3 separate regions of the Rattus norvegicus genome follow, and regions 2 and 3 are each linked to region 1. A link is a contact called in public Hi-C data. All regions are on one chromosome and are shown on one strand. The core of a region is the stretch at or near the end of the contact, and the rest is flanking DNA. Distances in the headings are between cores, read along the strand shown. Region 1 holds the start of Nuak1 (NUAK family kinase 1). Region 2 has its middle 240 kb from the start of C7h12orf75. Region 3 has its middle 350 kb from the start of C7h12orf75.

The links. A called contact is a pair of places that touch in the nucleus more often than the background predicts.
Region 2: a contact with region 1 is called in a Hi-C map of frontal cortex, with 1.7 times the contacts expected there. The contact joins the enhancer-like site here to the promoter of Nuak1 in region 1. A contact is called at or near these places in 2 of 12 Hi-C or Micro-C datasets (frontal cortex and mammary epithelial cells).
Region 3: a Hi-C map of the Rat2 cell line shows a contact between it and region 1, with 4 times the contacts expected there. The contact joins the enhancer-like site here to the promoter of Nuak1 in region 1. A contact is called at or near these places in 2 of 12 Hi-C or Micro-C datasets (the Rat2 cell line and frontal cortex).

The regions. Positions count from the first base shown.
Region 1 is chr7:21,215,484-21,219,582 of GRCr8, forward strand. Nuak1 (NUAK family kinase 1) reads left to right here and starts at 2,246. Exons shown (of 7, transcript NM_001106774.1): 1 at 2,246-2,641. The coding sequence starts at 2,399. LOC120093542 (a long non-coding RNA gene) reads right to left here and starts at 1,955. Exons shown (of 2, transcript XR_010053193.1): 1 at 1,272-1,955; 2 at 1-911.
Region 2 is chr7:21,701,111-21,705,209 of GRCr8, forward strand. No RefSeq gene overlaps it. Among named protein-coding and RNA genes, the nearest start is that of C7h12orf75, 240 kb to the right of the region's middle. Within about 2 kb of position 2,376, at least 11 of the 93 cell types and tissues checked have an H3K27ac peak or open chromatin away from gene starts, as enhancers often do.
Region 3 is chr7:21,589,906-21,594,004 of GRCr8, forward strand. No RefSeq gene overlaps it. Among named protein-coding and RNA genes, the nearest start is that of C7h12orf75, 350 kb to the right of the region's middle. Within about 2 kb of position 2,271, at least 8 of the 93 cell types and tissues checked have an H3K27ac peak or open chromatin away from gene starts, as enhancers often do.

The sequences.
Region 1 (4,099 bases), core at 996-3,495:
GTAGCTAAGTTCCTGAGTGGAAGACACAGGTCATGCTTGCATGGAATCTTTCAGCCTAGGCAAGTTATACAGCCAGATATGACCCTGAGGGAGGGAGCGGGGTAATCATTTCCTACCACATCCTGGGGGAGAGAAGGGACCAGAACACTTGGCAGTTTAATGACTAGTGTAGACACAATCCGTTTACCTGAAAACCAAACCAAAATTAAAACCAATTAGACCTACCAAGATGCATATTCTAAGAAGAGCAAATGAAACTCTTAAGAGGTTAAGTCACCCAGCCAATCCAGTTGGGGGCCGGGGACACTAACTAACTAACTAACTAACTAACTAACTAACTGACTGACTGACTGACTGACTGACTGACTGACTAACTCAAATTAGTTGCAGGTCACTAACTTCTCTTTCAATCTACATGCACGGATGTCTACAGACTGTTTAACAGCAGTGCAGTTTCAGGAATTGGGGGTGGGGGTGGGGCGCAGGGAGTCCCTGAAAAGGCTGGTGGAACGAACAGATAGGAATAAACATGACCTTTGCGTTTTGTCTTATGTGAGTGCTTTTAAGGTAGGCAGAGACGGGCAGAGGGGTTTCAGGCATCAGTAAGACAAGTAAATAACGTTTGGAGATAAGACCACTATCAAGTCCAGAACGGAGCAGAGGAGTGAGGGCCGATAATGGGTACTGAGGTGTATTTCAGGCCACGACTCTGACAGCAGGGGCTTGGGGGGTTGGGGGAAGGGTCTCGTGCAGGCAGGCTGTTGCCTGAGTCCAGTGTAAGGTGATAAGTGGACAGGAGTGAAGACAGAAGGAATTCGGAGGGCGGGAGGAACCCGAGAGCTGCAGAAGGAAGCTCCAGTACTTGCGGGAATACACCAGACGCTCTTCCTGTCAGGTCTTCCCATCCTAGTCTGGAACAATGTAATTTATGTGAAATTACTTTGAAAAATGTCTCAAGATACCTTTATTTTTTTTCCCCCTCAACGCCTTATTTTTCCTTCCCTTCATCTTAGGAGAACCAGGGCAGCCTTGCTGGGAGGCCTTCCTGCCTGACCTTCACCTGGTGGGGTGAGATCTAGCCTTTTTAGTCAAAGGAAAATTTCCATCGCCTGAGGGGGTCAAGAGGCCAGCAAGTGGCCTCTGGTTTGGACAAGGAATAGCTCAGTAGGCCTAGGCCCTGGCTTATCCCAGCCATGGTTTGTCCGCCTCAGAAAGGGGCCTTTCTATGGTGCTGGGCAGCTCAGGGCACCCAGGTCCATCCAGGCCCTTACATCTGGTTTTTTCGGTGGTTGTCCCTGTCGGACTCCCGGACTTTACCGGGAGATGGGCGCCCTGGCGAAGGGCCGGGTTCCTCCTTCGAGCCTCCCTTCGTTCCTGACTCCGCCTTTTCCCCCCGAGAGAGCCGGGGGTCCCGAAGCATCCCTCCTGGGGACTTTCCAGGCCCTGCGGTTGCTCCAGGAGGGCGCTGCCCTGACCGTGCCGGAGCTGGGGGCTTGCAGGGCCTCTGCTGCTGGAGCGGACCGTGACTCACCGCCGGTAACCCAACACCTCTGGGCCTCCTTTCCCCGGCCTCCCCCAGCTCCCGCGGGCCTGGCGGCCTCTGCCACACCAGAACAAACATTAAGAAGGGTGGCCCGGGAGGCTGCAGCCTCTGGTCACAGAGCGTGCGCCTGGCTCTGTGCGTTGTCGCCTCTGCGGCCTCAGGGCCCCGTGAGCTTTATCCGAGGCCGATAGGCCTAAGCTAGCTGCGGAACGCCCGCAGTAGCTCCGGAGGGTGAGTGCGGGACTCTCAGGGAGGGGACAAGCGCACTGACGACCGCCCCCCTCCACCTCGACCCCACCCGGGACCTAGCGTCCCCACCCGGCGAGGACAAAGCGACTTGGCCGCCGCCCGGGCCTGCGCCGCGCCGCACAAAGAGTGAACGACGACACGCACCCCGCCCCCTCCCTGCGCGGTGGCCCAGCGCGGAGGTGGGGACACCCGGGAGCCCGCCCCGCGCTCCCCTCTCGCCCCGCCCCGTCTGCGCGTTCTCCCGGCGAGGGGGCGGGGGGCGCGGCGCCCCACATAACACTCCCCTCCAGCGCTCGGAGCCACCCTCTTCCCTCCTTCTCGCCAACACTACCGCCTCCCCCGACACCGCTGCCACCTCGCCGGACGCTCCGCAGATTGCCGCGGCCGGCCAGGGGGCGGTGCGCGGAGCGTGCGCGCCCGGGACTCCAGATGTGCAGTCGCCGCCGCCGCTAGTGCCCCGGCGGCAGCCAGAGCCAGGTCGGGTCGTCTCAGCAATGCTGCTGCGGGGGCGACCTTGAACGCACCCCGGTTTCCCTCGGCAGGGACCACCCCGAGCCCCCGTGCCGGGTCCAGCCCTCTCCAGCTCGGCTTGCCTGGCGCTTGGTCATGGAAGGGGCGGCAGTGTCCGCGGCAGGGGATGGCCCTGCTGTGGAGACGGGTTTGCCCGGCTCTCCGCGGGAGGTAGTGGCCGGGGCGACTGCTGCTCCAGTGGAACCCAGGAAGCCGCACGGGGTGAAGCGACATCACCACAAACACAACTTGAAGCATCGCTATGAGCTGCAAGAGACCCTGGGCAAAGGTACCTACGGCAAAGTCAAGAGAGCCACGGAGAGGTTTTCAGGCCGAGTGGTGAGTAAGGGAAATCCCTGGAGGGGATCGGGCTAGTTCCGTGGTGGACCAAGAGGGGGGAGACGGTCTGTGGACACCACATCACCGGGGATCTCTCCACCAAGGGGTGCCTTGGCAGGAGTCCCCTAGTCAGACTCTTCACGCTCCTTTCAGCACCCCGTGACTCAGGTGTATATCTCGGAAAACACTTGTTACATCCTGTCTGCACTTATTTTGGGGGCTTCTCCCCCTCCCCCCTTTCTAATCCCAGCTAGCAAAGTAGTGATTAGGATTCACCAACATTTCGCAACTTTAGGGGTCTTCCCCAAAGACACACCTTCAGACCTTGCCCGGGAGTTCCTTATTTGTATCGTCAGCGGTGAAGCTGGACTCTCAAGCCTTGTGTCCTGTAGTTGCTCCGGACCCTCGCTTCTTTCCCATCCACCCACAGTCCCACTTCTCCGCGTCTTTTCACTGGTATGCTTGATTACCCCGATGCTGCTCTTGCTGCAAAAGACGACAGACTCTTCCTGCCTATCAAACCTAAATGGCACTACTGAATGTCTGAGGTTTTCTGACAGTTTGCATTCCGGCCTCTGGCAAGCATGACATATCCAGGGTAGGGGTGGCCATTCAGACACACAGCTGGTTTGCAGCAGGCTCCCTTGCCTTACCAGGTCCTGGCTGCAGGACCACTAAATTGTTCAAGGGGTCTGGCGAGCCCCCCTCCCCCAACAGCTGAAGTTCTGCTGGGGTGCCTCGGGGGCTCAGTATTGTCCCAACTTTGGACTGTTGTCCTTTTTCCTTCCCCCTCTGCAGATCAGGCCCTTGAAATCTACACTGCTTGTGGCTAGAGTTGGGTTCAAAGTGACTGACTTTTGCAGAAAAGAGTTTTGTGTGGCGTGTGGCAGAAATGAACGTGGTTCTTTGATTTAAAGCCTATCAGATGTACTTTAATCGATTTAGGGCCAAAGTCAAAAACTGTGACGCTTCTCGTGTGCAGTTTTAGGGGTACGGTTGGGGGCGGGGGACGATGCTGTTGCTTATAAACCTAACCAGTGGCTACAGGGAAGGGCACAGCGAACTGTCAGCACATTGGTCTGATTTTATATTTGTATAGAGATGGTTCTGTGGAAACTGATTGCAGCCAGCAAGGTTTGCTCTTGTAATCTCAAATATGTGACCAGCTGTATAAACCCCCCTCCCTTTCTCAGACTTATGGTCCAGGTTGATGTGCTTTATCATTTTAAAAAAGTCTGCTATCAAGGTGTTGGAGAGAGGGATTTGTGTTTTTTTTTTTTTTTTTTTTTTTGGTTCTTTTTTTCGGAGCTGGGGACCGAACCCAGGGCCTTGCGCTTCCTAGGTAAGCGCTCTACCACTGAGCTAAATCCCAGCCCCGGGGTTTGTGTTCTTAATATCAAGTGCTCTGTCATACATGAATTCTATGGCAAGTTGTGGAGCAACGGCGCGCAGGTGCCC
Region 2 (4,099 bases), core at 1,126-3,625, 490 kb after region 1:
TGAAGTACATGTGTGTTGGGGGTTGGGGGGACAATGTGCTGTGACACCAAGCAAGAAGTCTTTGACCAGCCTCCGTAGCATTGAGTGTGGCCATGTGACTAAGTTCTGACAGACAGACTATGAGTGGAAAGGGCACGTGCCTCTCTGGAGAAATGCTTGTGTGGACTATCTCCCACGTTCTTTCCCCTCTAGTAGAAGGTGTGAATGCCCAGAGGGACTACCTGTGGACGGTGGGAACTCACCAACCCCAAGATGCATGACAGAATGTGTTAGGCACATTCTTACCCACCACGCAGCCCGTTCATGAGAGAAAAATGTAGCCTTTATCTCACCAAGCCACTGTGAGGCGATGGTTAGAGAAAGAAGTCATCGCACTTGGTCTACAATGCCTGCTACAGCACAGACATGGCTGTGTGCCTCCCAGTAGACTCACATGCTAAACTTGAACCTCTATTTTGGGTCACTGATGAGTGGAGATTTAAGCAATGTGGGTGGTTAGAGTAAGATGGTTGGAGTTCTGCAGTGAGAAGTGCATAAGCATCCTGAAACATGCAGACTACCTTTCAGAGGCCTTGAGCTCAGTCCACAGAACCCACATTAGGATGGCTCGCAACTACCTGTAATTCCAGCTCCATGGGGATCTGATGTTTCTGGCCTCTTCAGGTGCCGGCACTCACATAGGTGTTGCATAAGTGTGTGTGTGTGTGTGTGTGTGTGTGTGTGTGTGTGTGTCTGTATGTCTGTGTGTCTGTGTGTCTGTATGTCTGTGTGTCTGTGTGTCCCTGTGTGTGTCTGTGTGCATCTGTGTGTGTATGTGTGTGTTTGTGTATATGTATGTGTGTGTGCATGTGTGTCTGTGTGTGTCTCTGCGTGTACATTTTTGTAAAGAGCGACATCTCTTTTTTTTAAGATCTATTTATTTTTAAGTCTATGAATACTGTATATGCATATACCTATATGCCGGAAGAGGGCATCAGATAACACTAAAGATGGTTGTGATCCAAAATGTGGTTGCTGGGACTTGAGCTCAGGACCTCTGAAAGAGCAGCCCGTGCCTTTAACTGCTGAGCCATCCCTCCAGCCTCTAAATACTGCCTCTGGAAGCACTAAGCCTGCATTATGCCAGCCAGAACCCCACTTTCTTCCTCTCTATAGCAAAAAGTAATGTGACTTTCTCTTTAGTCTTTCTGTTTCCATCCACATAGACTTCCTCTATCTGCATAGATTTCTAGCATATTCTGCCCAGAATATAAGAAGCGTCTTGACTATTCATGGCTATGTTACTAATCTCTCTGCAAGAACATGGCTATGTGATAAGTCTCAGAGAGGTTGTGTGACATTCTCAAATCGCACAGTTTAGCTTATGGACCAAAGCAGCTAGAGTTAGGGGGAGCTCTTTGACTCCAACATCCCCACGCAAAAGTGGCTCGGTCTTTAGCATTTCTCAAATCGGCTGAATGATTCCTCTCAGTTGAGGCTGTCAATCCACTTTCCTGGGTAAGGAAACAAAACTGAACTCAGCAGTGTTTGGTTTGCACCTGAATTAATAGTGGCCTTAAAGCGGTAGGAGCAGTCGCTTCCCAATGTGACGTGCTGGGTTCTGGGATGCCCTGAGAGCAGGGCTAAATTCTAGCCGGCACTCCCTCACACAGAACTAGTAGGACAGCAAGCGTTGCGGCCACCTTCAAATGTATCTCTTCAGTTACCAGAAGAAACCGATGAACAGGAAGCCAATCTTTCGTACTGGGATGCACGTACTAACCACCAAATATTGCACGTATCTAAAGTATTTCAAATGTACTCATGTGTGTCATCTCATCCGATCCCTGATTATTGTGGTTTGGTGTTCAGGTACTCAATGCAAGTTATTACTATTAATTCCATTTTTATAATTAAAGCTGGGGGAAACTTTCAATTCGTAATCAAAATTATAATTTCAATGGGGGGTGTTGTTTTGGGGCATTCTGTTTTGTTTTGAGTGACGGCCTCACCCCGTAGCCGAGGCTGGCCTCAAACTTACAGAAATCCTCCTGCCTCGGTCTTCAAAGGGCCGAGATTATAGGCATGAACCAGCATTCTTGGTGAGTGAGATCCATGTCTCTGAGTCCTGGTTCTACTTCCTTTAGCATTTGCCAGGGTGCTTAAAACTGCTTCGTGTGCAGAAAAAGCAAAGGCAGACAGAAGGACTGCCAAGTTCAAAAGCAAATCTCAGATGACGATGTTGGATGCAAAGAGCACTTGAAAAAGTTTGAAGAGAGGGAGTCATCCAAGGCAGTCAGGGGGCTCACTGAAGCAGAGCGGGCGTACCAAGAAAGGCCACCAGCTGCTGCCTCTGTCCCCTCTTGCCACCTCCCAGATCGCCTCCCTTCAGACTGTCCAGCTGGCGATCTGCCCTGGGTCCTCCTCCCACCCCATCAAGTGAACTTGCTGTTGCCTGGTAGACAGACTACGGCAAGAAATGTGGTAAGATTATCTCTGTTTGTTGTAGCCCCGTATTTAGGATCTTATCTCTCTCGAAAATCCCCCACTATGGTTCATCAGCACTACATGGGGTGAAAGAAAAGGCAATTCTTTTTTTCAACCCCATTAAACTGTCAGGAAGCTATTCTCTATTTACAAAAGCAGATCCACTGCTGACAGTCCACAGGCCGAGAGGAAGGCTGGCAAAGAGGAGATCCGAAAGTCTGCAGTCATGTTGGTGTCTGGATCTTGGGGGGACAGTTTTTCTTTTTCAGGCTTTTATGAAGAATTAGCCCTCGCACAAAACATCATTAAAGTCTATCAGTGAATTCTTTCCCCCCCTTTCGAGGGGACCTTTCAGCCATTAAGCCTGGAAAACAGCCAACGTCAGACTGATTGCAGATGAAATGAGGAGAGGTTCTAGAACTCTTGGAGCGCAGGCATATAAATCTTCTTAAATGTGTATGGGCACTCACGACAAAGCCGATGCAATTAGATTCCCAAGGATGATACTAGGCTGAGGCACAGGCAGGGCTCTCCAGGCAATCATGAGTACAGGCTTCAGTGCTGAAGGACGCTTCCCCCGTCTCCACAAAGTGTTGTTTAGCTGATTGAAAAAGAGAAAATTGCTTCGCCTCCTTTCTTTTTGTCCATTTTAATTTCTTTTCCCCTGATCAAATCAAGACCTGTGACAACTTAATCCAAACCCATAGTCTGGGTCGAATGCTCAGAGGTCAGGAGGGGTGACCAAAAGATGTGAAACCTTGATGAAGTAATTGCTCTGGTAATGTGGGGTGAAGAAAGAGACTTGCTTGGATGTGAAAAGCTACCCAAGTCCCCGACTCGAATACCCTGCATCTCTCCAGGGAAGTGGAGATGCTCAGTCCTGAGAGGTGCACAACAAAAATCAAAAAAATCTAAAATCTCTGGTCTCTGTGTGTATGTGTGTGTGTGTGTGTGTGTGTGTGGCTGTGTGTGTCTTTGTGTGTCTGTGTGTATGTTTGTGTGTGTGTATGTCCGTGTTTGTTTTTTGTGTGTGTGTGTATGCGTGTGTGTCTGTGTGTGTCTCTGTGTGTGTTTGTGTGTGTGGCTGTGTGTGGCTGTGTGTTTGTGTGTGTGTCTGTGTATGTTTTTGTGTGTGTATGAGTGTGTGTAGGCATGTGTGTCTGTGTATGTGTGTATACGTGTATGTATGTGTGTGTTTGTGTGTCTGTGTGTGTCTATGTGTGTGTTTGTGTGTATGTATGTGTGTGCATGTGTGTGTCTTGTGTGTCTGTGTGTATGTTTATGTGTGTATGTGTCTGTGTTTGTGTGTCTCTGTATGTGTTTGTGTCTGTATGTGTGTCTGTGTGTGTGTTTGTGTCTCTGCGTGCATTTGTGTGTATCTGTGTGTATCTGTGTATTTGCATGTGTCTGACTGTGTGTGTATGTTTGTGTATCTGTGTGTGTTTGTGTGTGTGTGTCTGTCTGTGTGTGTGTTTGTGTATCTGTGTGTGTTGTGTGTGTGTGTGTGTCTGTGTATGTGTGTTTGTGTATCTGTGTATGTTTTTGTGTGCGTGCTGGGAGGGTGGAGTGGGAGCAGGGGAGGTGGGTAAGTTTAGAGACTCACAAAGGTCAGAGAAGCAGAAGAGGATCTTGG
Region 3 (4,099 bases), core at 1,021-3,520, 370 kb after region 1:
ATTTGAACATTTGGTTCTCAAATAGTGATGTTGTTTTGAGAGATCTGGGAATCTTTAGCATGGGTTCTATGGCTGATGGGTGGAAACCACTAGGGCTGGTCCTTTGAGGGTTAAAAGTTGACCTTGCTGACAAGACTTACCACAAGCTGCCAACACTATAGACAGAGTCCCAATGCTACCATGCATGATGTACTGATACTCCCGAAACCACGAGCCTAGTCAAGCCTCCCTCCCTTAAGTTGCTTTTGTCAGATATTTTGTCACAATGACAAGAAAAGTAACAAATTTACTGTCTTCCTCGGTAATTTTTCTTCGATGCCTTACTCTTACAGTCTGTTGTGAGACTCCATCCATTGGACATATCATACTGTTACCATCTTAGTTTGGGTTTTACTGCTGTGAAGAGACACCATGACCACAGCAACTCTTATAAGGTACAACATTTAACTGGCGTTGGCTTACAGGTTCAGGTTTAGTCCCCATCATCATGGTAGGAAGCATGGTGGCACACAGCAGACACGGTGCTGGAGAAGGAGCTGAGAGTTCTCCGTCTGGATCTGCAGGCAGCAGGAAGTGACCTGGCTTGATCTGCTGAGACCTCAAAGCTCATCCCTTAGTTACACACCTCTTCCAACAAAGCCACACCTACTTCAAGGCCACACCTCCCAATAGTGCTACTCCCTATGGGGGCCATCTTCTTTCAGATCACCACACCATCTTAAGGATAGCCGCTTCAGTTAACCACAGGAGGCCCTCCGCATGATGAGGCCCGTTAGTAATGAGCTTCCTACATAGAAGGAGGGGAGAGAATCCGTACAGCCTGGGATTTCATGGACCCTCTCCCTCCTCTGTTGCACGTAATTCTTCTCAAGCTGCGTGTCATCTCCGGAGGTGCCACTAGGGAAGCGAGATGTCAGGAGACCGTCACCCATGGCAGGGTGGGGCTTTTCTATATTTCGAAGGCACCCACACTTCAGAAAGTAGTCCCTCACTCATGCTATGGTGAGTAAGCCCAGCGAACTCATTGCTTCACCAGGCTGGGCTTGGATGGAACTGTTTCCTCGATCTGTTTACATCTTTCCAGGAAAAGGCACACGACAAAGTCGATAAACCTGTTCATGAGACTCCAAGCTCAGTGCCTTTCCGTTTGCTGGGTACCAGAAATGTTCCACAGAGACCTGATGCAGACAGAAAGCCCAGTGATGACACAGTAAGAGTGAAACTCTTACTGCCCACCGAGTGGAGCTCAGAGAGGGTATTCCTTAGTGTGCTAGATGGAAAGAAGAGATTTGTCAGGGTGACACAGCACATTCATCCCAGCAATCCTTGTAAGAATCATAGCACAGAGTTCTGGGGAGAAAGGGTACATGCTTTCTCTTGAACATGTGTGTGTGTGTGCATGTGTGTGTATGTGTGTGTGTGTGAGAGAGAGAGACTGAAAGAGTGTAGATGTGAGTGTTTTTGTGTGCATGTGTGTATTTATGTCTGCATGTATATATGTATATGTGTTCTTATCTCTGTGTGTATCTGTGTGTGCATCTATGTGTATGTTATGAATGTATGCCCATGTACACATATGTATGTATGTGTATTAGTGTATGTGTTTATGTGTGGGTATGCTTTGTAATATGGTCTACATGTGTGTGCCTGTGTGTCTGTGTGCATATGGAACACGTGACTGTGTATCTTTGTGTGTATGTGTGTATATGTGTGTGTATGCATCTCCATGTGTGCATGTGTGTGTGCATGTGTGTGTGCATGTGTGTGTATGTGTGTGTGCATGTGTGTGTGCATATGTGTGTGTGTGCATGTGTGTGTGTTTCCATGTGGAGTATGCATGTCTGGAGACAGTGTTTGTAAGATAGGTTTATGAATGGTAATCCTTGTTAACATGTTTCAAGTCCTAACTACTCTGAACCCCCTCAATACCGCGAGGGCTGTCAGTCCATAGAAGACTTCGTCAGAGACTTGGGATCTGCTCATTGCAGACTGGTGAACTTCAGATCCTGCCGTGGTGTGGTTTGCCTCATTCCATTCTTGCTGCATGACTCAATGTTTCCTCATGTCTCCCCAAAGAACAATCCCATCCCCAAACACAGCGAGAGGTGAAAGATTTCTCCGCATTTGTACAATGAAGGCATTCCTACATGACTGCAAAATCTGAAGGCTTCCTGGGTAGAGCTAAAAGGGACGCCACATTTCAGGGCACACAGAAGACCTCTTCCCAGATTCCCCACACCTCCGTCCCCTTTTTGACAGTCGAGTCCCCATCTTTCTCTAACCTGACTGTAGATCTTCCTTAAGGAATCAGGCCTCCCTCCTCCCATAGATCAATTAAGACCTGGTCTAACATTTTGATTATTATCTCTCGCCGCAGCAAAGAAAGAGCTGTCAATGTTGACATCTTTATATACCTTAGAAAGCATTTGGGAATAGCAGTCCTATAAATAAAATATCAGTATGTGTTTGTGGTAGATCTTTAAAATGTCCCTGAGGAGGCAAAGTGAAGAACAGTCAAGTCGGGGACAGTAAGCTCGACACATCGGGCCCAATAAAGACAAATTACACCAGTGCATAAGATACATGTAAACCCTACTTTGAAACTGCTAAATGGGGAGAGATTTAAACTGACTTATTGTTACACCCATAGATCAATGTATCTCTCAGCCTTCATCTGAAAAACTTCTATGTGCAGAGGATGGTGATTAACACGGAGACCACAGCTGGTCAACGTGTAGAGAATAAGAGACTTCAAAATGACTATCCCTAAAGCCAATAAATACATATGCATATACATATACACATATAAATACATATACATCATATACATATACATATACATATACATATACTACATATACATATACTACATATACATATACTACATATACATATACATATACATATACTACATATACATATACATATACTACATATACATATACATATACATATACTACATATACATATACTACATATACATATACATATACATATACTACATATACATATACATATACTACATATACATATACATATACATATACTACATATACATCATATACATATACATATACATATACATATACATATACATATACATATACATATACATATACATATACATATACATATACATACATGTTCTGCATACACACAATGCTGAGGGAACTTTACAGAAGAGAGGGCAAAAAAATATCTAAGATCCAGAGACAGTAGATGACTAGAAGAGAAGCCACACATATGATTTCACAGCATTTGTGACAGGATGCACAAAGTCTGTGCAAGCTCAAGCCACACCATGTCCCAGCATGGAGACGGAAGATGGACACACTGTCCCACCCCTAGCCATGGAACCAGTGACAATTGTTAGCTGAGAGGAAAGGTCATCGTCTTTATGGGTGTAGCCCTGGTTGGTTACCCATGCTCCAGTGAAAGACCATACCTCTAAGAATATTTGGGGGGGCGGCACCATTTGGTCGTCGAAAGGTTTTGGTTTTGGTTTGTTTCAAAGACACGAAGTAGAGTGAATAGGGATGGGAGGCTGAATCTGGGAAAAGCTGGAGGGATGTGAGCAGAGCCCAAAGCACAGTGGCTAAAATGCAAGCTCCCGAAGACCAAATGTCTGTGGAGACTTAAGGCTGAGTCTCTCAGATACAGCACGGCTGGGCAGCTGGGACTTTAACTGGGGCAGAACCAAACAGACATTGGCATTAGCCCAGATCACAGCACCATTAAAAACAGAGGTGTTCCCCCTTCAAGTAGAACACATTCATTAGGATTTGGCATTGTTTGCCAAGGCCACCTTGGGAAAGGGAGTGACAGCAGGTAGGTGATTGAGCGACATGTTTCTACACGCTCCTCTTGAGCAGCCATATAAAATCCTTAGAAATCTAGGTATGTGTCTAGAGGGACATCTCCCCAGTTATGAGCACTGTCTGGTCTTGCACTGAACTTGGCTTTTCCCAGCAACCATGTAGTAACTCACAACCATTTGGGACTCCAGTCCCACGGGATCTTACATCTACTCTGTCCTCCTTGGACATAGCATGAGACACATGGTGCTCAGACACGCATCCAGGCAAACCCTCACATGCAT